Regions from separate parts of the Mus musculus genome. Here all the other regions are linked to region 4. A link is a contact called in public HiChIP or PLAC-seq and promoter capture Hi-C data. All regions are on one chromosome and are shown on one strand. Each heading gives the region's core, a stretch centred on a gene start, on an enhancer-like site or on the middle of the called end of the contact. The rest is flanking DNA. Distances are from core to core; before and after follow the strand shown. Region 1 overlaps Invs (inversin). Region 2 overlaps Stx17 (syntaxin 17). Region 3 holds the start of Tex10 (testis expressed gene 10). Region 4 holds the start of Sec61b (Sec61 beta subunit). Region 5 has its middle 16 kb from the start of Stx17. Region 6 overlaps Invs (inversin). Region 7 overlaps Erp44 (endoplasmic reticulum protein 44).

Region 1 (3,547 bases), core at 446-2,945, 930 kb before region 4:
ATGTGTTGGCATCTGACCATAGGTTGGTAAAGTACAAATGCACAGGGGGGGCAGCTGAAGACATAGGGATCAGAGTTCCAATAGGTTATGGTGGGAGATTGAGTAAGAGGTTTTCTAGAGAGATGACCTAATTAAAAGTAATAATAAAAAATTTTTTTGAGTCAGGGTCTCTAGCTATGTTGCTTTGACAGGTCTTGAAGCCCTGTGTAGGAGGAATGAGTCAGCGCATCTTGACTGGCGGCCCATAATGGCACACACATCTTACAACCTTAAGATCTGCCTGGCACATGGAGACAAATGACAACAGAGCACATGACCTGGCCAGCTAATCAGATGATGCCAGCCACAGGGAGAAAGATGTCATGGACCAGTGGGGCACAGGTGGAGGGTATAAAGGCACACCCCAATCCCACGAAAATTAGTCTGCTTCTGCAAACTCACCTGACTCCCAGAGTCTGTGCTGTTGACTCCCCATCTTATTTCCTATCCACAAGGACCGCCCAGAGGGGTCGAGGGCTAGGGCAACAGCCCTGAATTCATGTGGCCCTTCTGCATCCCTCCAAAGGAGTTGGAACTCAACGTGCACCTGTGTGCTGGCTCTAGTTTAATTTTTAAGACTGGGTACACTTCCAGTAGGAAATAAGATAGCACCTGTAGAGGTCTGAAGAGTAGGGGTGAGCTCACTGTGGAGATGGTGTAATTCCCAAGACAGAGGAAGGAAGAGCAAGAGAGATGAGAATGAAGTAAAATCCTGTAAACGGGAGGCTCCCAGGAAGACAAGCGATTGACATAAACAAGTTCTGCCGAAGCCTGACCTCCACTCTGTGCTCTGGCAGGTAAATTACACTGTGCTTATTCTGGCTGCAATAGAAGCAGTGCCTAAGAGCTATAGAGTGCTTTTAAGTAAGTATGGGTATTTCTTAAATAGGACTTTAAAAAATATCTCTTAGAAAATATATCTAATCTTGTTTCTCCCAACTTCTCCAACAGGAATTAGAGATCACTTTCCGTCATGTTTAATGGGTCCCTTTCAATTGCTTACTTTACAAAGGTGATTCCTGATGTCCAAACATGGTTAAATGAGAAAAGGACATTGAGATAATGCCACGTGCCTGGCACACCTTCATCAAAGATGCAGCAGCAGAATTCTGGGGTTTAGTTCTTAAAGCAAAATCTTGAAGACAAATTAAACAATGACTAGGTCTTTAAGCAATAACATCCGAGAGTTAAGTGAGACAATTGAGAGCAGTCTCCAAGAGCTTCACCTGGGGTCTACTTAGTGATGAGTGCGGAGGTGGGTCTATACAGTGATGAGTGCGGAGGTGGGTCTATACAGTGATGAGTGCGGAGGTGGGTCTATACAGTGATGAGTGCGGAGGTGGGTCTATACAGTGATGAGTGCGGAGGTGGGTCTATACAGTGATGAGTGCGGAGGTGGGGTTTACAAAGGATGAGTGAGGGAGGCGAGGGCTGGAAACTTTGGACTCTACTTTCAGCACTGGCACAGTAAAGGGCTGTCTGTCTGTCTGTCTGTCTGTGCATGAGGAAGAGCAGGAGGAGCTGCAGCTTTCCAAGTTTAAGTTGCAGTATGATCACAAGCAAGCCCAGCTGCCATTTAAGAGTTCCCAAATGTTAGCTTCAGAAGCTAACACTAAAAACAAAGAGGCGCTTTCTTCTTTTGTGGAGGACCTCACTGGAATAACAAGGAGGGAGGTTGGTCTGGCGTTCTCTAAATCTCCTTGCTGTTTCCAGCCCCTGGCACAGGATACTGAAATACGAGTTAGGAAAAGATAGCGCTGGAAAGCACAATGCTGCTTCAGGGTGCGGATGGTGCAGCCCCATCCTGTGACAAGTACAGGACATGGCACAAGTCAGTTCTCAGTCTCCAGCTCTGCACTAACTCAACAGTACGTTCATCCAAACTTGTGGTCCCTTTGGGAGACAAAGGGGCTTCCGGTGCAGACTTGGGTCTCCACAGACCTGGAGAGTGCCCCCAGATCAGGCAGTCTCCCAGAGAGGACACTGTCTTTGATCAGGCCATCACAGTAAATCTCACAGGCTGGCTGTGCATCCAGTCTTCCTACTCTCCTACTCCTCTCACTCTGCTGGGAACCCAGGGACAGGAAAGAGTTCATCTCCCGTCTGTACCAATGATGCAGAATATGTCCCTTACAATGTCAGCCACGGGGCCTCTGGAGAGCTGACTGGATTCTGAAGGATTCTGACATTAGCTGAGGTATATGGAACCATCAGCAGGAGGAAATACAGCAGCCCATGGTACACTTGTATTTTCTTTAGTTTCTGTTTCCCATTGTGAACCTGGGTCTAAAATAGTAAATAGAAAACTCTAGGAATAACCAGTTTTAAATGTTGTGCCATTCAGAGCAATGTCATTTTGAGGATCACAGCTGTGGCGCGATAGTGCTGTGTTCAAACAACCTTCACACTTAACAATGCCTCTGAAGTACAGGAGCAGAAATGCCAAAAATTCAGATCTGTCAAAAAGGGCTTTCTTCAGATGAAAGGTTTGAAAACAGTGCACAGGCGATTTTGAGAGGGAATGCGAGCGCACTGCTTGTAGCGTTCCCTTGCTCTATTGTTAGGGTGCCCCTGCTGTACTGCCGTCTCAATCCATTATTGTGCGGCTTATGTTAAAAAACAAGCAGCACGGGCACACCCGAGGCAGAGGCAGGCGGTTCTCTGTGAGTTCAAGGCCTACCTATTCTACATAAGGAGTCTAGGGGTGGGGAGGAGAGACTGCACATGCTACATTACACACCTGTCAATCAGCGCATGAGCACGCACACACAGACACACACACAGACACACAGACACACACAGACACACACAGACACACACACACACACACACACACACACACACACACACACACACACTTACTTGCCCACATGCCAGGAGGGGCAAGAAGATGAGTTCTCTATTGGTAGCCTACTCGTTGCTGGGTCGTCCTTCCTTAAGTCCTCTTAAGATAGAGGGCAGAGCAAGAAGGTGACAGCGTTGGTCCATTCCGAGCTCTGGCCCCTCCCTCCCACGCCCACCCAGCTTCCCTTCTCAGCTTAGAGCGAGCGATCTCGGTGGCTCACACTTACTTGGCTGCAGCGTCTTTCCTCAGCTGTTCGTGCTTCATGAGGAGGTTCTTCCGGTCTCGGAAGGCTTTTCTGACCTTGTATCCTTTGTAGACTGCTTGGATTTTGAAGGCAGCGATGTCTTGTATAGCTGCGATGGACAGGGCACCATGTTCCAGCATGAACTGGATCACCTCATGGCGCTCACCAAGCAATGCATAATCAAGGGGTGTGTACCTAAGGTTAAAGGAAGACTGATTTGGAATGGATTGTGATTCAAGGCACAGTAGAGCGGACACATTAGCACCTAGCAGTACCCTTATTCAGCCAGGAGGTGGCGCCACACACCTTTAGTTCCACCAGCCTACAGAGTGAGTTCCAGGACAGCCAGTGCTACGAAGAGAAACCCCTCATTTTACCACTGGCTATTTCCCAGGCAAAGCCTGATGTGTTCACCTTCT
Region 2 (3,786 bases), core at 1,225-3,724, 670 kb before region 4:
GGGAAGCACTTTTTTAAGAGTACCACTCATGCGGTGGCGCATGCCTTTAATCACAGCACTTGGGAGGCAGAGGCAGGCGGATTTCTGAGTTCGAGGCCAGCCTGGTCTACAGACTGAGTTCCAGGACAGCCAGGCTACACAGAGAAACTCAGTCTCGAAAAAACCATGAAAAGAGAGCCCCACTCAGCTGTGTGGTGACATTCAAGCAAATGCACTGTATCTGGAGTTCTTGGAGAAGGGAGGGAAGGGGTCAGGAAAGCATTAACAAGAAAATAATGACGGAAAAAAAAATCCCCAAATCAATGCAACTGTAAACTGAGAAGTCAGAGCTCAACAAACTGAAAGCACAGGACACTGAAGAAAATGCACCATGTCCTGTGAATGTCTCCAAATGTGTGACCTTACAAGGAAAGCAGTCAGAGCAGTGAGAGGAGAGGCACAGAGACAGATGAGGAGGAGTTCTCACAGGAGCCCACGTGAGAGGACAGTCACTGTCTTCCAAGCACAGAGGGGAAAGAGGCTGTATATGTCTACACATTGTGACGGTTCTATCAAAAAAAAAAAAAAAAAGAGTAGAAGTAAAAGGTTTCCTCCAGTTAGAACTGCACGCCAAGCACGATAAAATCCTTAAAGGAAAAGGAAAGATGGAACACAAAAAGATGGATCCACACAAAGGCATTTACTGTAGGCACATCCGAAATGGAAGTACATGGGCACTCCACAGCATTTTACACCACCTTAAGTGGAACCAAGTATTCTAGGGGCACAGAGAGATAAGAGTGAACTGAAGTACAAGAAAGCAGCAGCATAAGGAGGCAGAAGTGCAAGTGTGCTGAAGGTTCTTTGTTTTGTTTGTTTGTGTGTTGCTTGAGACAGGGTTTCTCTGTGCAGCCTTGGCTGACCTGGAACTCACTCTGTAGACCAAGCAAATATCCACCTGTCTCTGCCTCCTGAGTGCTGGGATTCAAGACGAAGGCACCAACACCTGGACTGCCTAAGTTTCATAAACATGCAAAGTTGTGTAATAGCAATAGATGAATACAATAAGCTCTAGTTCAACTACTAAAATGGCGGATATAGCTAGCAAGCCAAGAAAGAAGACAATACAACTGAAGAAGAGCCACCTCAGCTGGAGTAGAAACAGCTGGATGTGGAAACAGCTGGGTGTAGAGGCGTAGGCTGTACCTCAGCACTAGGGAGGGTAAGGTAGGAGGAACAGGAATTAGAGACCATCACCAGCAACACAGCCAGGCCCTGACTCAAAGCAAAAACAGACAAAAAAGCAAATTATTAACTATTCTTTGAGCAAATGAATAAAGTTATAAGACAGATTACCAACATTCTAAGGTAGCTAAAATTAAAAATACCAACCTGATAAATTGTCTATAAGGACATGAAAACTAGGTGGGAATAAAATAGAACAAGTGTTTTGAGAAACAGGCAGTTTCTTTAAAAGTTAAGTAGTAACTGTGCCATTATTTTGTCCCTAGGTTATTTAGCCAAATAAAGTAAACCCTCTGCCCATACCACAATGTCCCCAGCAGCTTTATTTATAACAGACAAAGCAATAAACAAACCAAATGGCCACTAACAGGTGAACAGATAAACTATGCTATATTCATAGAATACAATGCTATTCAATAATAAAAAGAAATTAAATATGGATACATAGAACAAGAGGGATAAACTTCACAATATTCACACACAGAGTGAAAGAAACTGGATTTTATGTTGTATGATTATGTTATCATATACTGTATAGGTTATATAAAATTCTAAGAACTATATCCTCTAATGGGTAGCAGTAGAAAACCAGTTAGTGGGCCAGGTAAGAGAACAGAAGGATGTGGCAGAGAGAGACCATGAGGGCGCAGGGCTTCAGAGCGCAGAGAGAAGCTGTTTGGAGTGATCAAGTATGCATGTCCCTGATTATGGGGATAGCTTTATCATTAACAGACACAGGAAAAACATAAAGATTAGATACTTTAAATATGTATACTCTATGGTATTGCAGTTAATACAACAAGAAAATTATTTGAGAAAGAGGCAGTGAAATATAAAACTAATTGCTTATATTCAGTTATACCTAAGTCAGGCAAAGATTTCATTCAGATGCAGTGGGGGATGGGAAGTGGGATGGAGGAAGGCGCACTGAGCTTTACTAGAACTAACAGCTTCCTTGAGACAGGAAAAGGAAGGAACTGTGACAAATATGAGGAACTGGCATAGATGTGTGGTAAACGCATGGTGTTTGTTATAATACCTTACAATTTTAAATGTTTCTATGTGTTTAAAGGACATGCATGTATAATTTTTTTCTAAACATGCTCCATGTTAGTGTTGCTATCAAGCAGCTCCTTCTTCTATTACACTGCGGGTAAGAATCGTCTAGTAGAGTTACAAAGATAGCAGCTAACAACAGTCAGGCCCCATTAGGCCCCTGGAGTAACTGATGTGGGGAAGGGGTATGGTGTGTACCTGCACTGATGTTGTACAATGTCTCCCAAATTAAAATACTCTGTCCTGGAAAGAGGCTTGTTAACAGGAAGTTAACAGAACTAAAAGGCTCAGGAAGTAAACAACTCACAGGTCTGCGGAAGTTCTTGAAACTGAGAAGAGCTACAAGGTCCTTCCTACAAGGTCTACTGCTGGATAGACGGGCTTCTCTGACTATCATGGTGCCTTACGGTCAGGGAACTCCAGGGATTCATCTTCTGTAGGTTGTGGCCCAAGTTGAAGTGGATTGTTTTTAGGGATGCAGCGGCCTTCAACTCGTCCATACTCCTGTAAGTAACTTAGTAATAAGCTCACTGGTCCACTAAGTTAGATGTTAGTGGCACCACTTCTTTGGTCGATTGTTCTCTGTATCAGTGAGCAGACATCTGGTCACTTCTCACCAGTAGAAGCCACACAGAAACTTGTCTAACAAACAGTATTTCAATGGTTACACTAGCTGTCTTCTTCATCTATGCCTATCCATGCCCATTCTAGACTTTCATTGTTATAATTCACAAGAGGTGTCTTTAGGTTGTCTCAGGCCACTATATGCTCAGAACCTTCCAGAGCTTTCCTCCCAGCTCTGAGTTCCTGTCTCCTACAGGGCCTCCTATGGTTTGACCCAGCTGGAATCTGACTTCATCTCCTGCATCCTCCTTACTCACACAAGCCACACGACTTCCTTAGCACCTGGTGGACATGCCAAACATCCTCCCACCACAGTCTTCACATCACATTTTCCCCATGCCTGGAGAATTCTATTACCAGTTTATGCCTGCAGTTGCTTCATGGCTTCCCTACACTGCTATCCACAAGCACTGCTGATATAAAAGGTCATCACTAGGATTTTTGATCCCTGTAAGTGGCTTTACTTTTCCTCATGGCAAGTGTAACCATCAACTATACTAGATATTTATTTACTTAAGAAAATCTACCTTAAAAAATAACAAATGCTAATAAGGATGTAGAGAAAGGAGAACTATTAGACATTCTTTGTGTGGGATTCTAAATTAGTGTAGCCATTATGAAAAATGGTATGGAGGTTCCCACAGACAAAAATGATCGCCCTATGATCCAGCAGTCCCACTTTGAAGCATGCATCCAAAGGAAATAAAGTCATTATCAAAGCAGCTTTTATCTTTATTTCCATGAGTATCACAGCATTGCTTGCATAGCCAAAATACAAAGCAGACTTAAGGCCTGGTGAGATGGTTCTGTGGTTTAAGAGCACTGACTGCTCTTCCAGAGGCCATGAGTTCAAATCCCAGTAACCACATGCCTGGAGCAAGT
Region 3 (3,695 bases), core at 57-2,556, 1.0 Mb before region 4:
CATGGGGAACCACCGAAGAGTTTTATAGTGACATGCTTTGCCATATATAAAAAAATATTCCGAGAACTGCTCTGCAAATGTTAGACTGTATGGGGTCTAAGATGGAGAGAAATGTGTTCCCGGCTCTTTCCTCTGATCGGGGTGATGTGGACCTTGAAGGTAGCCAGGGAGATGGTGATTAATAGTGGAAGTCAGAGCCAGCTGGTTTTTCTCCTGGGTTAGAAGCCACATGGTCTCAGAAAGATGCCAGCTTTTAAGGTTTGGCTTGAGTAACTGGCAGGATGGGATGCTATTTAAGGTGAAGAGGTTGTAGGAAAATATTTCAGAATGGATGTGCAGAGTTATCTTTTAGTCCTTGTTGATACTGAGATAGATATACATTGCAAAGCTGAAGGGAGAAGTTCTGAATAAGCTGGTAGCATTTTGGAGTTTAGGGGGCATATCTAGGTGGCATAAGCCTTTATAATTTTTTTTTTATTTTATAGTTTTACATATAATGTCATCAACTCCCAAGGCAGGTGCGGTGGGGGAGGGGAGGTTGTCTGTGTGGTGGCTTTTTGGCTTTATTCTTTATTCATTAACACAGAGGAGGTGTGACCTTAATTCTGATGCTTGGGTCTCCTGAATTTAGTTATTATCGTTTTATCCCTACTTCGTATATTGAACCTCAATATAAGGTATTAGGCTTTTCTAGTTCTTATATGTAGGAAGCTGCAAAGACAAATTTGACTCTAGGCTGACACTCTATCTGTATGCTTTTCCTTATATGTGGCTAAGTCAATCTTTAGATGGTTTTGTTTTCAAGATTTCTTTCTTCACATCTTCTTTGTAGGCATTTTAATGTCTCAAATTTCTCTAAATCCACTTACTTTGATTAGTAGAAGTTAATTATATGCTGAAAATGTTGAATTGGGGAAAACCCTGTCCTAGGTTTCCGGGACTCTGCCACAAGGTATAGTTTGTAACCTCTTAGCATTTGTCTATTTGCCTTTAGTCCAGGTTACCCTTCCCAGAAATGCTATCTTTGCTGTCCGAAACTTTTTCCTTCCTCAATTAAGCTCAGTTTATACTTTTCTCTAGCTCCAGGTTTGAAGAACTGAAGTCCTTGGGGGGAGAAGACCGCCTTTCAAGCTGTAACCAGCCAACATCCTCCAAGCCAAGGATGCTGGAAGACCTGACTCGGCTTGCTGGACCCTAGACCCTCCTCTCTTTCCTCCAGCTTCCGGCGCAGCCCCTCTTAGAGGGGGCGTGGCGTGCAAATCTGGACCCGCCCTCCGGCTGCGCGCGATTGCGACCTGCGGTCACGTGAGCGCGGCGAGGGAGGGCCCCCACTTCCGGGCGGCGGAAGGAGACGCGTCCGCGTGAGGACGAGGCGATTTGAAAACACGCTCTGGGAGCGAGCGGAAAGCCTGCGGCCGGCGGTTCACGGCGTGCTCCTGCGGGGCTTGACGGTCGCTCGCTCTCCGCCGCGTCTCCGCGTTCCGGGTCCGTCCGGGCTCTCAGGTGAGCGGCGTCTGTCTGTCCTGCACGGCTCTTCTGGGGCGCGGACACGCGAGGCCCAGGCGGAGGGACGGACTGTGGCGGCGGGTAGGGCGGCCGGGGTCCTAGCTGTCCCCCCACCCCGAGCGTGAGAGCCGGCCGAGGGGCTTCCGAAACGCCTCAAGCGGCCGCGGTCCGATTCGGAGGCTCGGCGGGTGTTAGGCCGGCGTGTGGGGGTCGGGCCAGAGACTCCACTCGACGTCCACTGAGGTATAGGAACCATGGTTTTTCTTTGGGAAAAAAAAAAAAAAAGACAAACGGAGTTTCCATTTTTGGTGTGCGAGCTCGAAAACGGGCGGGCGGATCTGATCGCTGCCCTCCTCCCCCTCCCCTTGACGGAGGACCCTCTCTTTCTGCCCCCTCGAATTTGGGGAACTTTGGAGACGCGAAGGGTTGGAGAGAATCACCGTAGGCCAACTGCTGCAATGCTTACTTTCTCTCCTTGATTTCTTCCTTTCTTTTGGAGAGCGGGAATAGTTGGAAATAAGGAGGAAAGGTAATGGGCTGGCCGCAGGGCAAACTACTTGGGAGTCTGCTTAAGTTGCAGTCTTTCTTCCGCTCAGGTTAGCATTAAGACTGACCTGCAGCAGGCATGTGTATGTGTATGTGTATGTGTATGTGAGTTTTCAAGCTTACCAAAAAGGTGATCAAGTCCAGTGAGAGCTCAGGCTCCGAGGCTGGAGTTAGCTTCCTTGTACTATCTACTGCTGTAAAAGTGGTCTAGTCTAGTAGAGCTATTTGACTTCCAGTGTTACGAAAATCTTTAAATGGAAATAATAGCAGCATCTAATGGAACTTTAACCAAGTTCCTAGTGGGAAAAAAATTGTCAGTATGTTTCTGTAAATAATTGTCGAGATTTAAAAGTTATTAGCCCTCATAATTTTCCTAGCAGACTGATGAGAGTGTACTTGAAGTGATACGGCACAACTTACTGAGAATGAGGTCTGATGTAGATTGCTAGAGACAGACCGACCGACCCATCATCACACGTGAAAGAGTGCCTAGAGGATAATGCAAGATGTCACAGGGTCAATTTTTCTTTCTTGTGAACCGTTTTCTTTTATCTCTGGAAACACTACTGATAAAATTGTAAGAAAAAACTTACAGAGTATGCTTGCTTAATAGGTAAAAACCAGCTTTGTATTAAAAGGGATGAGTCCCGGGGCTTTCTGGGTGTGTGAGGCTTGTATGTTTGGTAGGTGTTGGTCCTGAGGCTGACTAACACATGCATGTGTGCTTGAAACAACTGTCAGCTTACAGCTCTGGGTATGGTAAGCATGGACAGGGCAATTACTTATTTAATCTGGTAAAATCTGGTAACTGTACCTTGGCTTATAGATACATAACCACAGTAGAAAATATGTTTGGATAAGAATCACACCGATTCTAGAAATAGTTTTTTTTTTTAAATGGAGATGGTATTTTGCTGTATTGATCAGGTTCCTCAAAGTGCCTGAGCTCAAGCAGTCTTTCTGCAGGTCTAGTATTGACACAGGCAAATGCACTGTGCTCCCTTTAAAGCCAGCTCTTAGCCTCTTGTGTAGTAGGCAACTTCTACTTAAGGGGTCCTAAGGTCATAAATCTATGAATTTGGATATGCTGTCTTAGCAGAATTCATTCATTCATCCATTCATTCTATCAGCACTGTAAACTTTTATTTATTTACTTTTAAATCTCCCATGTGTAGCATTATGACTTTATGACCTAAGGTAATTCTGTTAGACCAGAAGTGCTCAACTGGGTGTGCAGTGGAAGACAGAATTTATTATTTTTGAAGAATGTGAAAGGAGCTTTAAGAAAAGCTGGAGAGGGTTGTGGGAGCCACCTGAGTGCCTGCCGAGGCTTGGTGCCTTGGCATGGTTAGGGAGTGCCCCATTTATAAAGAATAAGAGCAAGGAAAGCTCCCTGTCCTTGTCACATCTGTGTGTAGAAAGCTGTCTGATGACCATGGCCAGGGGCTCATAGAGGAGACAGTGTAGACAAAGCATTTACCAGTGGGAAGCTTGAGTAGTAATCGGGTAGAAATAAGGACTATTTAAAGCCAGTGACTTTGGAATGGGCAGGAAGCATGCAGATTAAAGGGTTGGTGAGCAAGAAAATTGGAATGGAAGGTGAAAGAATGTAATGGAGAATGAAGAAAAGTACAAGGTGATCT
Region 4 (3,950 bases), core at 58-2,557:
CTCAGAATTGCTGGCTCACAGGAGGGAGAAAGGAGAGGCGTGGAATCCCTCTGAAAGCCTTTTTTAACAGGCACCACCAGAAACTTACAGAGAACCTAAGTGGAAGAGCAACTGGAGGGTGAATAGTGGTGTAAATTCAAAGCAGAAGAAGTTGAGGGCTAAACTGGGGGGACAGAAATGGAGGAAAAAAAGTAGTGAGGTCTTCCTATGAAATATGGCATATGACTGTACAGAGAAGACACACCAAATTAAAAAAGATAAATAACTGGAGTTTCTAGATTTCTATAAATAAGCAGTGACATTTAAAAATAAGGAGACCCTGAAGCTGGAAAAGTGGCTGAGAGGTTAAGAATACCTGTTGCTCCTGCAGAGAACCCCAAATCGGTCCCCAGTACTCATATGGTAGCTCACAATCATTCATAACTGCAGTTTCAGGTGACCTCCAAGGACACCAGGCAAGAAAGAGATGCGCGCGCGCACACACACACATACATACACACACACACACACACACACAGGTGCGTGCAATACACACACATACACAAAATAGACTTAAAAAGAAAGACACACACACAGCTGGGATGGGGAACCAGGGTGACAGACTGTGTAAGACACATTTTGTTAAACTGAGTGTGTATGGGACCTCCATATGGAAGACTGAAAGGTAAAGCCTCAGACACACCAGCTTTATGCCAACGCTTTTCCTAAAGTTATTCCTGATCCTAGTCTAATTTACCTTTAACTAAAGTGGTGCGTGCAGCTGATCAAGGAGAGGAAAACCATGCCTCCCTCCTAAAGGGCCTTTAACTAACTAGATGGCCACGTCAGCTCGGGCTCACTCGGCCCCTATTAATCTTTCCATCCTGGAACTCCTCCTTCCAGCAATGCAATGCAACCCTGGGTACCTAGCCTCCTCCAGCCATAACCGGGCGTCCCCCGCAAGCCCCCAGCCACTTACCTCTGCCGAACAGTGGATCCCGCAGCCCGTGCGGCCACCGCTTTGCTGGGAGAGCGGCCAGAGGAGCCCACGTTGGTGCCACTGGGCGTTGGACCCGGCTGCAGAGGGAAGCAGACAAACAGTGAACATCGCGGGTCAAATCCTCTTCACACCCCCGACCCCACACCCACCCGAGAAGCTGGGAAGAGCAATGAGGTCCCAGAAAGGAAGACCAAGATAGGGGCTAGTGCACCCCATGGAAGCGGGGACCGCGCACCATGCTGATGCCTAAGAACGGTGGGCACAGGAGGCAGGAAGAGGGAAGTCGTGAAGTTGCCGAGCACTCAGAACTCTCGTAGATACAGGCTCTGGCACCGCCCCCCGGCCGGCTGGCAGGGCCTTCGCAGACTCTTGGATGACTGGGCTGTCCTGAGATATGCCTGTAAAGATTACGCCGACAACAACTGGGCCGTGTGAAAGTACAGCCCTTTCGCTTCTTTTATGTAATTTATTTAGCGTGCTTAATATGGTCAAACATCACCAAATTGCAAGCTTTGGACAGGTCCACATGAGAAATTGAGTCAGGCATTTTCTTAGCGCCCACAAGCTTATCGCTGATGTGGCCTAAACTAACGCAGGCGTAGTTGCGCTGGCTCGGCTTTCAGTAGCCAGAGGGGGCCAGGGGCGGAGCTTGCAGGAGCTTGCAGAAGCTCGCGCGGAGAGCGCAAGCGCGGCTCATCTACCATGGCCGAAAACCTGTACCGAGCCCGTTCCCGGGTTTACAGCCCATCTGTGCTGTTTCTGCACCCAGACATGGGTATAGGCGGAGCCGAGCGCCTAGTGCTGGACGCGGCGCTGGCGCTGCAGGAGTACGGCTGTGATGTGAAGATATGGACCGCGCACTACGACCCGAACCACTGCTTCATCGAGACCCGCGAGCTCTCGGTGCAATGCGCAGGGGACTGGCTGCCTCGCAGCCTGGGCTGGGGCGGCCGCGGCGCCGCCATCTGCTCCTACGTGCGCATGGTCTTTCTGGCGCTCTACGTGCTGTTTCTCTCCGGCGAGGAGTTCGACGTGGTGGTGTGCGACCAGGTGAGGCCGCCACCAATTCTTGGCTGGGGGGGGGGGGGGGGGGCGGCGCCGAGAGGGGGGGAGGGACCGCTGTTCTAGGTTTTTAGGAACTGTCCAGCAGGAGTCCCCAGGGAGAGAACGGCCACCAATTTTAGTATGGATAGACCCTTTAAAATGGCAGATCTCAGGGACATCTCTCCCCCGCCCCCTTCCTTTCGTTGAAGATCCTTGAGGTAGGGCTTATGTGTCTGCATTTTAAATGTTTAGCCTTGGGACTAAAATGATTGGATCCAGGTGGTTGCTGGCATTAAAAGACGACTTCCGGCCACACCTTGTATGTGACTCAATTTACTCTTCTTTCTTCTCCGTTATTCCTTTGTCTCTGCTTTCAGGTCCCATCCATCCCACCCTTCCAGTCTTTCTAATACTGCCATTCCAGTACTTAGCAGTGCCACGGATTAAAGTCAAGCTAAACATATCGTTTCCCCATTAGGGTCCCCATTGGTCTTTGGAGAAAAATCCAGTTATTTTGTCTATACAAGTGTCTGAGCTTGCATATCAAAACCAGAGGTCAGCTAATATTCACCTGAACATTGGAGTCAGGCTCTCTCACTGAACCTGGAACTGAAAGATTGAGCTAGACTTTTGGACAGGTGTGCACTGCCATACCCAACATTCCTGGAGCCAACCCTCAGTCCTCAGTGTTTTTTTTTTTTTAATTAAGAAGTAACATTTACTCAGGAGTAAAAGTTCAAATAGGAAGTATAATGTAAAAATTCCCTGTCCCCATCCTTGAGAGGGCGAGCCATTGTCAACAGTGTCTTCTGCATCCTTCCAGAAGTGATGTGTGGCCCTGGTAGTATATGTGTCTGTTTCCTGCTACATCTTATATGTACACAGCTGGGATCCAGTTTACCTGCTGTTGGACTTTTTGCTTTTGTTCTGCAAAAATTTGAAACATCTTGCTTATTGATATTCAAGATCCACATCAGTCTCTTCAGTGACTGGAAAGTCCCCTGTCCTGTAAATATTTCAGTCTTCCCTAAAAGACACTAACATTGCTGTGTGTGTGTGTGTGTGTGTGTGTGTGTGTGATCCTAGGTGTGACACTAGATATGACATCCTAATACTGCATTTATTTCACTTCTTACAGTCCTCTGAGGAATCTCCTGATAGTCATGGTCATTGTAAATGTCAGTAACAGTTTCCAGCCTTTACTTACAATGATGTCACCTTATTCTTCCAAGGTCTATACTTGGCTACCCAGTGCTCTTATCTAAGCTGACATGTGGAAATAGCCACAGTTGCTCCAGGGAATCTTTAATTATGATCCTGAGTTGCACTGAACCACCCTGAGGAAGCCGTATGTTCATGGTTAATGCAGACATTTACCCAGGTCCTATGGATTCAGTAATACCAGGCAGCTAGTCAACCAGGAAAAGGCTTATGGCCAAGGAGGTTAAGGCGACCAGTCACTTATCTACTGTTTTACCTTGGTTAGGTGTCTGCCTGTATCCCGGTGTTCAAACTGGCCAGACGGCGTAAGAGGGTCCTATTTTACTGTCACTTCCCAGATCTGCTGCTTACTCAGAGAAATTCAGCTCTGAAGAAGTTCTACAGGGCCCCCATCGACTGGATCGAGGAATACACCACAGGCATGGCAGACCGCATCTTGGTCAACAGCCAGTACACTGCTTCCGTCTTTAAAGAAACCTTCAAGACCCTGTCTCACAGAAATCCTGATGTGCTCTACCCATCTCTGAATATCGGCAGCTTTGACTTGGCTATTCCTGAAAAGATAGATGACCTCGTCCCCAAGGGGAAGCAATTCCTGTTCCTCTCTATCAACCGATACGAAAGGAAGAAAAATCTGCCCTTGGCACTGAGATCCTTGGTGCAGCTTCGGAATCGGTTACCATCTCAAGAGTGGGATAAGGTTCAT
Region 5 (3,984 bases), core at 881-3,380, 630 kb before region 4:
GGCTCTGCTTTCTTCTCAGATCTTGAGACAGTTCTCTGTGCATGTGTCTCTTTTGAGTTCCTATTACACTTCCATTCGCTTCAGAAGGAAATGAAAATCAAGTTGAAATTGAGTCTAAAACACCAGAATCAGAAAACTCCATTAACTCAAGCCCAGATAAGGAAACAAAAGAGGGCTTTAATCTGTCTTGTTCCTTATGGAGACAAGCACATGGAGCTGGATCAGAGACAAAGCTATTAAAGACTTATGTGCTGCTGGCTCTCCTTGCGCTCAGTGTATGCTTATGTGCAGCAGACTTCTGGTAATAATTGGTTTTCTGTGTAGCTCTGTCCATAGATGAAAACTTTCTTTATCAGAGGATCCAAGTGCCACTCACATGAACAACAGATGTGCTTCCTGTTTTGTGTATCAGAACCTACTAGTGCGTATCACAGCAAGTAGGGCGGTGTCTTATGTCAGTAAATCTGGTTCCTATGGTATAGACTCTGGAATCATGCCAGGCCTCCTTCAAGGCCTCTTTAGAGACTCCAAACCCTTCTCCCCAGTTACTCTGACTACATCACTGGGCTAGGTGTCCATAAACTCCTACTTGGTGAAGACCTGTCCACCTTTTGGTTTGTGAGGCCAGTCATTAACAGTAATCCCTAAGAAGCAGTTACTGACCACAGTGTGCCTTCTCTTTCTAAGAGCAAAACCTGGACTCCTCCTACCTGCTGACACCTGTGACTCTTCTGAAATTCTGCTCAGAACAAAGACCGTTGTTTCCGCTCTAAGTGTATGACACGAAAATCCATTTTTACGCGACACAATGAAATATGCAGCTGTGTAGAAAGCTTCTGGAATAAAGAGAGATCACAATAGACCCCTCTCCAGACCTCTTAGGGATTCTTGAAACTGTGGCTTCTAATTTGAGAGTTTGATACATGTTCCAAAGACTGAATCCTGGACCTTTTAAAACAACCAGGGAAAAGGATTGAAAAGCGCCTAAATGCTTCTATACCAATTTTTAAAGATGCTTGCAAAACATAATTATTGAAAAAATCCTATTTGGAGCCATGTCGTGATTAAGAATGCACCTGAAAATGAAGTTGCTTGGCAATTTTGAGTTATTCCCCAACTTAAAAAATCCATTTGATGGACCTTAAAATGATTTTGTATTTAAAAAGTATGCATCTCTATCCAGGTTGACAGCTTAAGTACTAGGCTCTGTCCAGATAGAATCTGAAGTGAACTAAGGCAGAGCTTTTCAAGTACGAGCAAATTGGACCTGCCATTCGAATCACCGCCGTGTCTGCAGGCAAGGCTCCATTAGCTTTTGTACTCCCATCTGACCCAGGAGCTGCCTCAGACTCACAGACAGCCACTGTGGATCACCCAACAAGTGCAGGGGAAAGCCAGCCAAGGTTCCTAGCACTCTGTCAGTTGGTCATTCTGGGTAGAACGGAGAAGTAAAACAAACCAATGAAGTCCACACAAGAAAACAAGCTTCCACGATGAATAACCAATCCTAATTATGGGATAATGAATTTTTTTCCCACTGAAGGAGATTATTGACTGAGACAAAATATTTGTTGTGAGTGTGTACAAACAACGTGAGTGTAACTGCTTCTCTGTCTATACGCTGACTCACAATAACCCGAGCACCATGGCTTCATGTATTGATACATCACTGTCAGTTTTCTCAAGAGTTCTTGCTTTACAACTCTTCTTTGTTTGCTGCTGCCTGAATGTGGTTGGGCTTCCGGTTTTGTGGAATTGGTGTTTCTACAGCACTCGACCTTACTTCGCTTCAGATTCTATTTGGACAGAGCCTAGTACTTATTTCTTTAGATCTTAGATCTTCTTAAGATTCCAATTTGGCTTATGCTGCTCCCTCTCTGAACCTAGCTATCTCAGTCCTTGCTCTTGCGTACCTAGTTTTCAGCAGAGTGCACAGGGCTACTTAGCTTTTTCTCTCTGTCTACAAGAGTGTAAGGGGTTGGAGCAGGGTGAGGGGAGATGTGGGTTTATACACAGCTTAGAAAACTGCATCACTAAATGAGATGGGGCACGAGGAACAGGAGAGTGAGAGGGGTAGAAAAGGAAATGGGGTTGGGAGGTGGGGGTGAGGAGAGAAAAATAGCTGAACATAAACAAAGGCAATAAGGAAGTAATAGATTTTCAGTTCCCTATTGACCATCCTAAAGGCTGAAGTAGATTCTCATTGGGTGTTTACTTCCCTGCCAAGGATTTTATCTCAGCTCTCAGATTTTGCTGCCACCTGGTGCTAGAATGTTCCAAGAGTTGATGGCAAAATAGTTTGACAAACTCAGAAGACTCTAGGTCCCGAGACAACATAAAATGAAGACAATGGATACTTAGTATATAAATAAAAGACAGAACATCAAAAAAAAAAAAAAAAAAAAACTGGTGGGCTGGTGAGATGGCTCAGCAGGTAAGAGCACTGGCTGCTCTTCCAAAGGTCATGAGTTCAAATCCTAACAACCATATGGTGGCTCACAACCATCCGTAACGAGATCTGACGCCCTTTTCTGGAGTGTCTGAAGTCAGCTACAGTGTACTTACATATTAATAAATAAATAAATAAAAGAAAATTACCCATTCTTTAAAAAAAAAAACTAGCTTAACATAATAAACAATGAATGTGGTAAACCCATTATAACACCTTTATAACAGGCATTAATGGAAATCATCATATGATTTTGAGATATCAGCATCACCAGGGTCTACGAACCATATTCTCCCCCATTTGAGCCGGCACAGTCAAGTATGTCAGAACACTCCATGTTTGTACACACTCACAACAAATATTTTGTCTCAGTCAATAATCTCCTTCAGTGGGAAAAAAATTCATTATCCCATAATTAGGATTGGTTATTCATCGTGGAAACTTGTTTTCTTGTGTGGACTTCATTGGTTTGTCTTACTTCTCTCTGTTCTCCATCCTGCCTCCATGGTTCCTGGAAGCAGGGTCTGCTTCCATTGTTTCTCAAATTCCCAACATGGTTTGTACCTATTCCAATCTATCTGTTGGGAATTTTTTCCCCTTACCTATCACCCAGATTAATTTCCCTAGTCTAATTTTGTTGTTGTTGATATTGAGACAGGATCTTGCTGTTTAGTCCAGTCCGGTCTAGAATTTATGATTCTCCTGCTTCAGCTTCTTGAGTGATAGGATTATAGGTGTACACCCCTAACCCATCCCAACTGATCTTCCAAAGAAATGCTGTGCTATTAGGCTCGCAAACAGAGCAGGACTTCTATGACTCTGCATTTATTTTAGCTGTTGAGGGATGTGAAAAGAATTCCCCAAGGTCCAGATAAGACAAAGGTTCAGTAATAATATCATTCATCTGAGGAAGATTGAATTTCCACAGTTGACCAAAAGGATTATCCTCACAAAATCTGCTCTTCTTACAATGTGACTGACTCTCCTTCCATGGAAAAGTGGAATCTGTGTTCCCTCTCATGATGTCTTAATGGGCCATGACTTTGGAGGATGTTATGTGACTTTCGAGGTCAGATGAGAAATAACTGTTCTGCTTGTCTGTTATGAAATTCTTTTAGAACATGGCCATGGAACAGCTACAAAGAGATTTAAATTAGCTCACGCAGGGGCATCTTATCGAGAGGTCACTTGTATTTCTTCCAGCCAACAAACTCAACGAGGTCCCCACCAAGCCAGGATCAACCATAGACAGCCCTCCAGCTGATATGATCCAAGCCATTGAGCCCCCTATTCAGCCCCAGCCTTCATGCCTTCACGGCTGAGTCTCAGCCATCAGAGAGCAGAAGTGAGTCATCCCTGCGGTGAGGTTCAAACTTCTGGTGCACAAACTGAATATAATAAAGTGTTGGTTTATCCCACTGAAGTTTTAATGTAACTTTTAGGTAGACACAGCCATGGACATTGTCTTCTTTTTGGTGTGTTACCCACAAATTGTGAGGAAATAAAGTAGCTCAAATTTCAGCTCCTCTATTCCT
Region 6 (3,909 bases), core at 820-3,319, 860 kb before region 4:
TAACATTTGAAATGTAAATAAAGAAAATATCCAAAAAAAAAAAAAAAAAACCCAAAACAACCTGCCTAAAGCACTCAGAAAGAAGCAGAGCCTTAGCAGAGCCTTAGTATGCACCAGGTATCATACATGTTTTTAACTATATAAATATAGAGATTTTTGTTAGGACACTTCCATATATGTAAATATAATGTCCTCTGATCACAATGATGACCTGTAATCCTTTCCTATTGCCCTCATCCTCCACTTTCCCCATCCATATCCCTGCTACTCCATTTACTTTGATTTTTTTTTTTTTTTTTTTTTTTTTTTTTTTTTTTTTTTTGGTTTTTCGAGACAGAGTTTCTCTGTGTAGCCCTGGCTATCCTGGAACTCACTTTGTAGACCAGGCTGGCCTTGAACTCAGAAATCCTCCTGCCTTTGCCTCCCAAGTGCTGGGATTAAAGGCGTCCACCACCACTGCCCGGCTTTACTTTCATTCTCTATCACCCACATTTCACATGAGAGAAAACATCCAATTCTTCATGCCTGAATAATGTGTGTGTGTCTGTGTGTGTCTGTGTCTGTGTTTATATCGCAGTTTGTTCAGCCATCATCCAGTGATGGGCACATATGTTGAAGTCTATGACCTGGCTATTGTAAGCAGTGCAGAAATAAATGTGTTGTAGTGTGCAGGTTACTGCTATAGGTAAATGACACTGTACATATAAGTTTCTGACTTCCAGTGGTTCAAACTTTTTGCCATTGTTCTAGATGATAAACATTAGGGAAAGAAGATTCATGAGATGGTTATATATGTATATATGGTAGGTATTTGAATTGGGTGATCAGAAGGGTAGTGGTCAGTTAGCAGTAAATATTCTCCCTTTAGATCTTTAAGTTTTAAATCTAACCCTTCAATAAATTTTTCAGTCCACTCATTGCTCTCTATTATTGTCTATTATTGTCTGTTGCTTGTCCAACATCTCCATGCTTTCTGCTTATTATTCAACAATCTGTAGATATTAAACTATTCATTCTTTCTCCTTGAGAGTATCTTGAAGACACATTAAGATATATGTGTATAAAAGAAGACCTTGAATTACATATGATATCACTGGTATGTCAAATCCAGTACTGTTGGTGTGTTCTACTTTTCTAAGGAAAGAAAAAAAATCTGGCATTCCTTTGAAGAAGCAATTTAGCCCATTCCTGAGTCCCAATTCTTTAGGGTGTCTCATGTAGGAATAAATGAAAGTCCTTGCTTCATGAAGTTTCACATTTCTAAATGACTATAGATAAAAATAACTTGTTTTATTATTAACTCATCTATCCTTTTAATGTCTCATTGTCCTAATATTAATGTAAAAATGCCCATCATTTGTTAATACTGGCCATGAGATGACAATTTATAAAGTCCCATTTTAAATGGTTTACAGTCTAACACTGTCCAAAACAAAAAGATCCAACCTAGATTTATTTAGTGATGTGCATGCATTGTTATGCATCCAGGTTTAAAATATCATCTGGGTTATTCAGATTTATTATCCAAAGAGATCCCTAATTAAATAAAAAGAGAGGACAAGCTAGCGAAGTCAACTTCAGTATCTATTCCTTTGTATAAAGGGCTTTTACATGCCTTCCTCCTCAATTCTGAGAGCACATGGTTCCTTATTCCCTTCACCGTGAATAGGGCTGACATTTGACAGCTTCACAAGGCTGACAGGGTTACCCAACAGCCCACCCTCCCTATTCTCAATCCAATTAGACCTCTAATCCTCTAGATGAAAGGCCCGACTGCTCCCGTTCCTCATGACAAGGACGGCTATTGATTATTTGTCACTGCGGCTAACACCTTCCCTGTCGAGGCTGCTCTGACAGAAGCAAACCTACCAAATTAGACAGCACTTTATCTGCCCTGGAGGCCAAATGGCACAACAAGTAAAGGCTAATAAATGGTATAAAAATGAACAAATCATAACATTATGACAGGCTGATCGTTGCCAGCAGCCTCCCTGCTCAAGCTTGATGCCCTGTTAGACTGGCTCCTTCCCCTTCCCCTCTGCTCTAGCTCTGACTTTGACTGAATTAAAGGCCAGAACAATTAAGGCATTTGACCAGCAAAGATAAGCCAATTGAAGTATCACCAAGGGACATAAATGTCAATAACTGACTGCCATTTGTCAATACAAACATTCTGAAGATGCAAATGTTCAGTCCTCTGCTTGCCACTAGGCTGCACTGATTCACTTCCCAGGGAAAGGCAGCACAAAGGGACAGTCTGTGGCTATCTAACCAGGAAAGCATAGGGTGGCAGAGAGCAAAGAAAAAGAAATTTGTGGTCTCAAGAGAGGAAGTATTCTATGAAGAACAATCAGGAGTCACTGGGGTGGGGATGGAGGTTTGTATGAGAAAATCCAGCTAGCAAAGCAGAGACCTCACTTCGTTAGGAAATGTTGTGTTATTAGACAACTAGAATGCCATTATATATTTTATGGAAAATATGTGTATAATGTAAAGATGCTAAACTACTGGGGAAAATAATAAAGCTGCAACTGTGGAAGTATTATTTATTCATTCAACAAATATGTTTCAGTATCAACTGTATACTTGTTCTAGTCAACAAGATGAAGTAGTGAGTACAACGTACTCCATAAGTTCACGGGCACTTGCTACAATCCAATGGAAGGAGAAGAGCATACACACGGGAAGTAAACAGACCAAATTTTAGTTTAGGTAGTGTTCAGTGCCGAGGTAAACCTAAGGTGGGAGAATAACAAGAACAATTGAGGTGAAGAGGGCTATTAGATAGGATATGGCAGGTTTATTGGCAAAGAGACCTCTGTAAAAAAAAAACTAACGAGAATGACTGAGTTTAGCACGAAGATCCCTATAGGACCAGCGTAGCTGCTAGACAGACAGCAAATGCTAGAATTGTCCTTGACCGTTAGAGGAAACACCAAAGTCATACTGGCTTAAGGAGAGAACAAGGTCATGGAAACAACAGAATTCCTAACATGTTAGGATTTACGGGCAATAGAAATAACAGTGGTTTCCATGGGATTGGCTCCAGGACACCAGCAGACACTGAGATCCACAGATACTCAAGTCTGTTATGCTAAATTCTATAATATTAGTAGATAGCCTACATATACTTGAAATCATCTCTAGATTATTTACAACAGCTATTACACTTTAAATTTTAAAGTTGTTTTACTTATTTATGGAGAATTGGGATAAGAAAAAATCTTTACATTTTCATGCAATTTCTCTCCTCACGTTTGAGAGCATCTAAAGATTCACAACCCACAGATATGGAGGAACAGTTGTACCTGGACTTTTGCTCCAAGATGGGTGTCTCTCATAGGGCAAGACACAGAGGAATGACTTGACTTAGCTTATAAAGGATTGCTCTGGGTGATTTACTGGCCACAGTTTGAAGGAGCTAGAGCAGAAACCAAGAGACCAGTTAAGAGTTTATCATAATCAACGTAAAGAGAAAGCTGTAACACTGCAGCACAGCATAATAGCTAGAATGAAAAGTGGTAGAAATGCTATGCTGAAAAATGTGCTGGGTTGGAGAGATGGCTCAGTGGTTAAGAGCACTGGCTGCTTTTCCAGAGCTTCTGGGTTCAATTCCCAACACTCATATCTCAGTTGACAACTGTCTGTAACTCCAGTTCCAGAGGCTTCAACACCCCCACAAATACATACCTGCAGGCAAAACACCAATGCACATGAAATAAAAATCAAGAAATTTAAAATATTAGAAAAGGTGGCTGAATTCTATATAAAACTAGAATGTAGTGCTAATGAGATTTATTGGTAGATTTCTGTCTTATACAGGCAAGCAGGAAATGGGAACTCAATATACGTTAACTAAGCTGAATTCCTGGTAGTAGTTCTTTTAAAAATGCTTAAACCTCCCATCCC
Region 7 (3,775 bases), core at 194-2,693, 780 kb before region 4:
GAAAAGGACTTCTTAGAAAGCTAAGGGCACAGTTTTACAGTGTAATATTTATTGATATGTTATGAAAACCCAAGTTTGATAAGAAGTGGATTAATACTTAGGTCCATGTGATAATAGAGTCATAGGGTTTGTAGTACACGTTGTACGTCTTATTGAATTGTGTCAAACAGATTTCTTTTGGCTCCCTGTTTCAGATGTTTTAGTCTCTAATTGGTTGGCTTTCTTGCCTTCAGCAGCAGTGTATATTGTTGAGCTCATCATGGTGGCTGAGTAACAAAAGATATGGGAGGGGCCAATACTCTCAGACTCCTTGACCTAACTTCTTTCCATCACATCCTTGTGTGAAGTTCTTCTACCTCCCAGTGGAGCTACAGGCTGTCCAACAAACCTTTATGGCCTTTGGGGATCATATAAGATCCAAACTGAAACACTTTTATGGGAACTTTTTTTTTTTTTTAAATCAGGCATGTTGAGTGGAAAATACAGTGTGACTCAAAGAACAGTCATAATTTTCTTTTGGCATATATGTGCAAATATTTTTCAAGACTATAACTCGAAGGAACAGTGCTGTATAGTAATTGGGAGGCCACCATACATTGAACATTATCTCCTATCACCACTGCTATCTCCAGGTTCCAGGGTGTGTATAGGAAAAGAATGAAGTTGTGGTCTTGACTTTTCTCCAAATTCCTAGTCTTTGTTAGTTGCTCAAAGTTTGGGTTCTAGAAGAGCAAATGTGATTTTTCAGAAAGTAATCCTTTCCACACATTAAGGATCTTATTTCCAGCCATGAAAATCCTTTTATACTAAGAACATTCCCTGTAATTTAGTTCATTCCATATTTAGACATACTGAAGACAAATAACAGAACATCAGTTTTTATTGGAAATCCATGTATGATCAAACAATAGCAAAAAGTATAAAGTATAGCAACTTTTATTTCTTTGTATTTGCCCATGTCTGTTTTACTGTCATAGTTTGAGATTAGAGATCATTTTACTGATCTCTCAGTTTGGGTATGTTGGAAGGGGAAAGGGAATTAAAGAACCTACCTTTCCTAATGTCTGCATGTGTTTTCAGTTGATGAAAAATGCTTCTATTGTTCTGATGCTTGTTCATAAATGCATATTGCTTCTGATGGTACCAAAGTAGGTTTCTTCCATACTACAAGAAAACAACTGAGCAAGTTTAGAGTTCAAAATAGCTTCTCAGGCTTAGACACTTTGTCCTGTTTTCCTTTCTCTTTGAACTTCTACTAGTTCATTATATTGCTCTTGAGAATACAAACTGTGAGATGTGCCTTGATTGGTATCCAACTTCAAGGCACTAAGTTTTCATCAGCTCCAGCTTCTTTTCTCCAGGGGCCTTTCAACATCTAGCTCCTTACAGCCAACTGCACACCTATTATGCTTTTGTTGTCCACCAGCTTAATGCAAAACTGAAAGTAAGAGTGTGCTGACATTACAGGCAGAGAAGTGGCCTCCAGGGATAAGAAGCAGCTTTGGGACTTGAGGTGGTAGGCTGTCTGTCAGAATGGATTACAAATGGAGAAGAGCAATTGCTTGATACATCACTTATTTTTTCCTATAGGAGAATCTCATACAAAAAGACAAGCAACTGAAAGCTAAGAAAAATACTCTAAGCTATTACTACAGAATGCTTTGATGGACAGAATGCCCACTAACAGCAGCAATGCCACAGGGAAGAAAACATTTTCCTTTCAAGCTGTTTATGCTAGTGATTTTATATAGAAATTCTTTGCACATTTTTTAAGGAAAAGGCTACTTTACAAAAATAAAATGTACATTTCAAACAAAATTACAGTTTCCATTTTTTAAAGTCAAGCAATCTACATGTCACTGTAAAATTATCACAAACTTGATTATCTTCATATTTGAGGACCATAAATTTTGTAGTTTTAAGTGACTTTATATGCTTGTCACTAGAGTAAATCCTCTCTAAAGCAGTGCATTGTAAGCTTCAGTGTGCATAGGAATCATCTATTATTATTAAATCATCATATTAAATATGAAGGTTTGTATTCCTTAGGCCTGGGCTGAAAGCTCACAGAGTCTCAGGTGATAGCAACGCTTCAAGGGCAAGGGCCACACTGAACAGTAAGGTTCTAACATGTTGGGCTTTAAACAAATACATGCATCAGAAATGCTTCTTGTTTTCTTAACCCACTGGTTATAAGATGTTCTAGTGAGCCACTTAAAGCCTAAAAAAACGCATCCATGAATGTGATTCTCTCTAACAGAAAGGATATTTGATAACTACTTCTGAATAATATTTTATTAGCTCTGGACCCCAAAACTACCATACCATTTTCTCTTACCTTACAGATGGCTAATGTAGCTGTTGGGTTTCTTTTTTTTTAACTGACTAGTGTGAAGTAGCTGTTGTGGTTTTGGAAATAATTTACTGATGATCCTGTTTATTCTCCTTCAGCTTCATTAAGGTATAGAGATGATATGTGTTTACAGTTTACACTGCAATGTTTTGATATATATCTATATAATAAAATTATTAAATCAAGCTAATATCCATCACCTTATAGACCATATTTTTGTGATGTGAATATTTGTAATCTAATTACTTATTAGTTTTCAAGTATATTATTATTAACTGGAGTCATCATACTCTGCGGTATATTTTATTGGGTCGTCTGTGTGCTGGAACATCTGGAAACCATGCCAAAGCATGTGAAGGGAACTGAAAGATATTTCTGGGGGATCAGGGCAGCTGTTGGGCTGAGATGCAGAGGAGCTAATGGGATTATGGGCAGGGCAGATTTAAGTCTCCAGATTTCCACTAAGTGTAGTGTTTCTCTGTCAAATAAGTAGTTTTAACCATTTTCTCCTCAAACTTGCTAAAATATTTGTAGACTGTTCTCCTTTACCTCTTTAATCCCATGTCTCATCTCCAACACTCACTGTAATTTTCAGTATTAATAGAAATAGGCAATACCTCTCCTGGGCATATATCCAGAAGATGTCCCAACCGGTAAGAAGGACACATGCTCCACTATGTTCATAGCAGCCTTATTTATAATAGCCAGAAGCTGGAAAGAACCCAGATGCCCCTCAAAAGAGGAATGGATACAGAAAATGTGGTACATTTACACAATGGAGTACTACTCATCTATTAAAAAAAATGAATTTATGAAATTCCTAGGCAAATGGATGGACCTGGAGGGCATCATCCTGAGTGAGGTAACCCAATCACAAAGGAACTTGCACAATATGTACTCACTGATAAGTGGATATTAGCCCAGAAACTTAGGATACCCAAGATATAAGATACAATTTGCTAAACGCATGAAATTCAAGAAGAACGAAGACCAAAGTGTGGACACTTTGCCCCTTCTTAGAAATGGGAACAAAACACCCATGGAAGGAGTTACAGAGACAAAATTTGGAGCTGTGACGAAAGGATGGACCATCTAGTGATTGCCATATGCAGGGATCCATCCCATAATCAGCTTCCAAAAGCTGACACCATTGCATACACTAGCAAGATTTTGCTGAAAGGACCCAGAATAGCTGTCTCTTGTGAGACTATGCCGGGGCCTAGCAAACACAGAAGTGGATGATCACAGTCAGCTATTGGATGGGTCACACGGCCCCCAATGGAGGAGCTAGAGAAATTACTCAAGGAGCTAAAGGGAACTGCAACCCTATAGGTGGAACAACATTATGAACTAACCAGTACCTGGGAGCTCTTGACTCTAGCTGCATATGTATCAAAAGATGGCCTAGTCGGCCATTACTGG

The links. Promoter capture Hi-C pulls out the DNA fragments that hold promoters and counts their contacts. HiChIP or PLAC-seq counts read pairs in DNA pulled down with a chosen protein or histone mark.
Region 1: an H3K4me3 HiChIP or PLAC-seq map of neural progenitor cells shows a contact between it and region 4, with 9 times the contacts expected there. The contact joins the enhancer-like site here to the promoter of Sec61b in region 4. A contact is called at or near these places in 10 of 39 promoter capture datasets (cranial neural crest, embryonic stem cells, frontonasal cranial neural crest and 5 more), 25 of 115 datasets of contacts at active chromatin or transcription factors (the 230-238 cell line, Th17 cells, acute myeloid leukemia and 16 more) and 3 of 9 other capture datasets (embryonic stem cells, liver and macrophages).
Region 2: a contact with region 4 is called in a promoter capture Hi-C map of hematopoietic stem and progenitor cells, with 3 times the contacts expected there. The contact joins the enhancer-like site here to the promoter of Sec61b in region 4. A contact is called at or near these places in 11 of 39 promoter capture datasets (the 3T3-L1 cell line, 3T3-L1-derived adipocytes, the C10 cell line and 8 more), 1 of 484 Hi-C or Micro-C datasets (palatal mesenchyme), 13 of 115 datasets of contacts at active chromatin or transcription factors (acute myeloid leukemia, bone marrow-derived macrophages, cardiomyocytes and 8 more) and 2 of 9 other capture datasets (embryonic stem cells and liver).
Region 3: a contact with region 4 is called in a promoter capture Hi-C map of pre-B cells. The contact joins the promoter of Tex10 here to the promoter of Sec61b in region 4. A contact is called at or near these places in 21 of 39 promoter capture datasets (the 3T3-L1 cell line, 3T3-L1-derived adipocytes, the C10 cell line and 14 more), 9 of 484 Hi-C or Micro-C datasets (CD4 T cells, CD8 T cells, the G1E-ER4 cell line and 5 more), 18 of 115 datasets of contacts at active chromatin or transcription factors (the 230-238 cell line, T-cell acute lymphoblastic leukemia, astrocytes and 13 more) and 3 of 9 other capture datasets (adipose tissue, embryonic stem cells and liver).
Region 5: an H3K4me3 HiChIP or PLAC-seq map of bone marrow-derived macrophages shows a contact between it and region 4, with 7 times the contacts expected there. The contact joins the enhancer-like site here to the promoter of Sec61b in region 4. A contact is called at or near these places in 14 of 39 promoter capture datasets (the 3T3-L1 cell line, the C10 cell line, the HPC-7 cell line and 10 more), 9 of 115 datasets of contacts at active chromatin or transcription factors (bone marrow-derived macrophages, differentiating embryonic stem cells, embryonic basal ganglia and 6 more) and 1 of 9 other capture datasets (liver).
Region 6: an H3K4me3 HiChIP or PLAC-seq map of embryonic basal ganglia shows a contact between it and region 4, with 7 times the contacts expected there. The contact joins the enhancer-like site here to the promoter of Sec61b in region 4. A contact is called at or near these places in 7 of 39 promoter capture datasets (the C10 cell line, the HPC-7 cell line, HPC-7-derived erythroid cells and 4 more) and 10 of 115 datasets of contacts at active chromatin or transcription factors (the 230-238 cell line, craniofacial prominence, embryonic basal ganglia and 6 more).
Region 7: a promoter capture Hi-C map of pre-B cells shows a contact between it and region 4, with 4 times the contacts expected there. The contact joins the enhancer-like site here to the promoter of Sec61b in region 4. A contact is called at or near these places in 14 of 39 promoter capture datasets (3T3-L1-derived adipocytes, the C10 cell line, the HPC-7 cell line and 10 more), 15 of 115 datasets of contacts at active chromatin or transcription factors (the 230-238 cell line, astrocytes, bone marrow-derived macrophages and 9 more) and 2 of 9 other capture datasets (adipose tissue and liver).

What each region holds. Positions count from the first base shown.
Region 1 is chr4:48,407,374-48,410,920 of GRCm38.p6, reverse strand. Invs (inversin) reads right to left here. Exons shown (of 17, transcript NM_010569.4): 12 at 3,111-3,323. Among named protein-coding and RNA genes, the nearest start is that of Tex10, 64 kb to the left of the region's middle. Within about 2 kb of position 1,695, at least 9 of the 459 cell types and tissues checked have an H3K27ac peak or open chromatin away from gene starts, as enhancers often do. A contact at or near this core is called in neural progenitor cells, where this site is marked.
Region 2 is chr4:48,147,824-48,151,609 of GRCm38.p6, reverse strand. All of the region lies in intron 3 of Stx17 (syntaxin 17), which reads right to left. Among named protein-coding and RNA genes, the nearest start is that of Stx17, 25 kb to the right of the region's middle. Within about 2 kb of position 2,474, at least 5 of the 459 cell types and tissues checked have an H3K27ac peak or open chromatin away from gene starts, as enhancers often do. A contact at or near this core is called in hematopoietic stem and progenitor cells, where this site is marked.
Region 3 is chr4:48,471,074-48,474,768 of GRCm38.p6, reverse strand. It overlaps Tex10 (testis expressed gene 10), which reads left to right and starts at 1,306. Exons shown (of 15, transcript NM_001355740.1): 1 at 1,306-1,503.
Region 4 is chr4:47,472,018-47,475,967 of GRCm38.p6, reverse strand. Sec61b (Sec61 beta subunit) reads right to left here and starts at 1,307. Exons shown (of 4, transcript NM_024171.2): 1 at 1,215-1,307; 2 at 959-1,056. The coding sequence starts at 1,217. It overlaps Alg2 (asparagine-linked glycosylation 2 (alpha-1,3-mannosyltransferase)), which reads left to right and starts at 1,601. Exons shown (of 2, transcript NM_019998.3): 1 at 1,601-2,029; 2 at 3,510-3,950. The coding sequence starts at 1,682.
Region 5 is chr4:48,106,982-48,110,965 of GRCm38.p6, reverse strand. No RefSeq gene overlaps it. Among named protein-coding and RNA genes, the nearest start is that of Stx17, 16 kb to the left of the region's middle. Within about 2 kb of position 2,130, at least 33 of the 459 cell types and tissues checked have an H3K27ac peak or open chromatin away from gene starts, as enhancers often do. A contact at or near this core is called in bone marrow-derived macrophages, where this site is marked.
Region 6 is chr4:48,333,426-48,337,334 of GRCm38.p6, reverse strand. The region is part of intron 3 of Invs (inversin); the gene reads right to left. Among named protein-coding and RNA genes, the nearest start is that of Invs, 56 kb to the right of the region's middle. Within about 2 kb of position 2,069, at least 15 of the 459 cell types and tissues checked have an H3K27ac peak or open chromatin away from gene starts, as enhancers often do. A contact at or near this core is called in embryonic basal ganglia, where this site is marked.
Region 7 is chr4:48,251,154-48,254,928 of GRCm38.p6, reverse strand. The region is part of intron 1 of Erp44 (endoplasmic reticulum protein 44); the gene reads left to right. Among named protein-coding and RNA genes, the nearest start is that of Erp44, 27 kb to the left of the region's middle. Within about 2 kb of position 1,443, at least 20 of the 459 cell types and tissues checked have an H3K27ac peak or open chromatin away from gene starts, as enhancers often do. A contact at or near this core is called in pre-B cells, where this site is marked.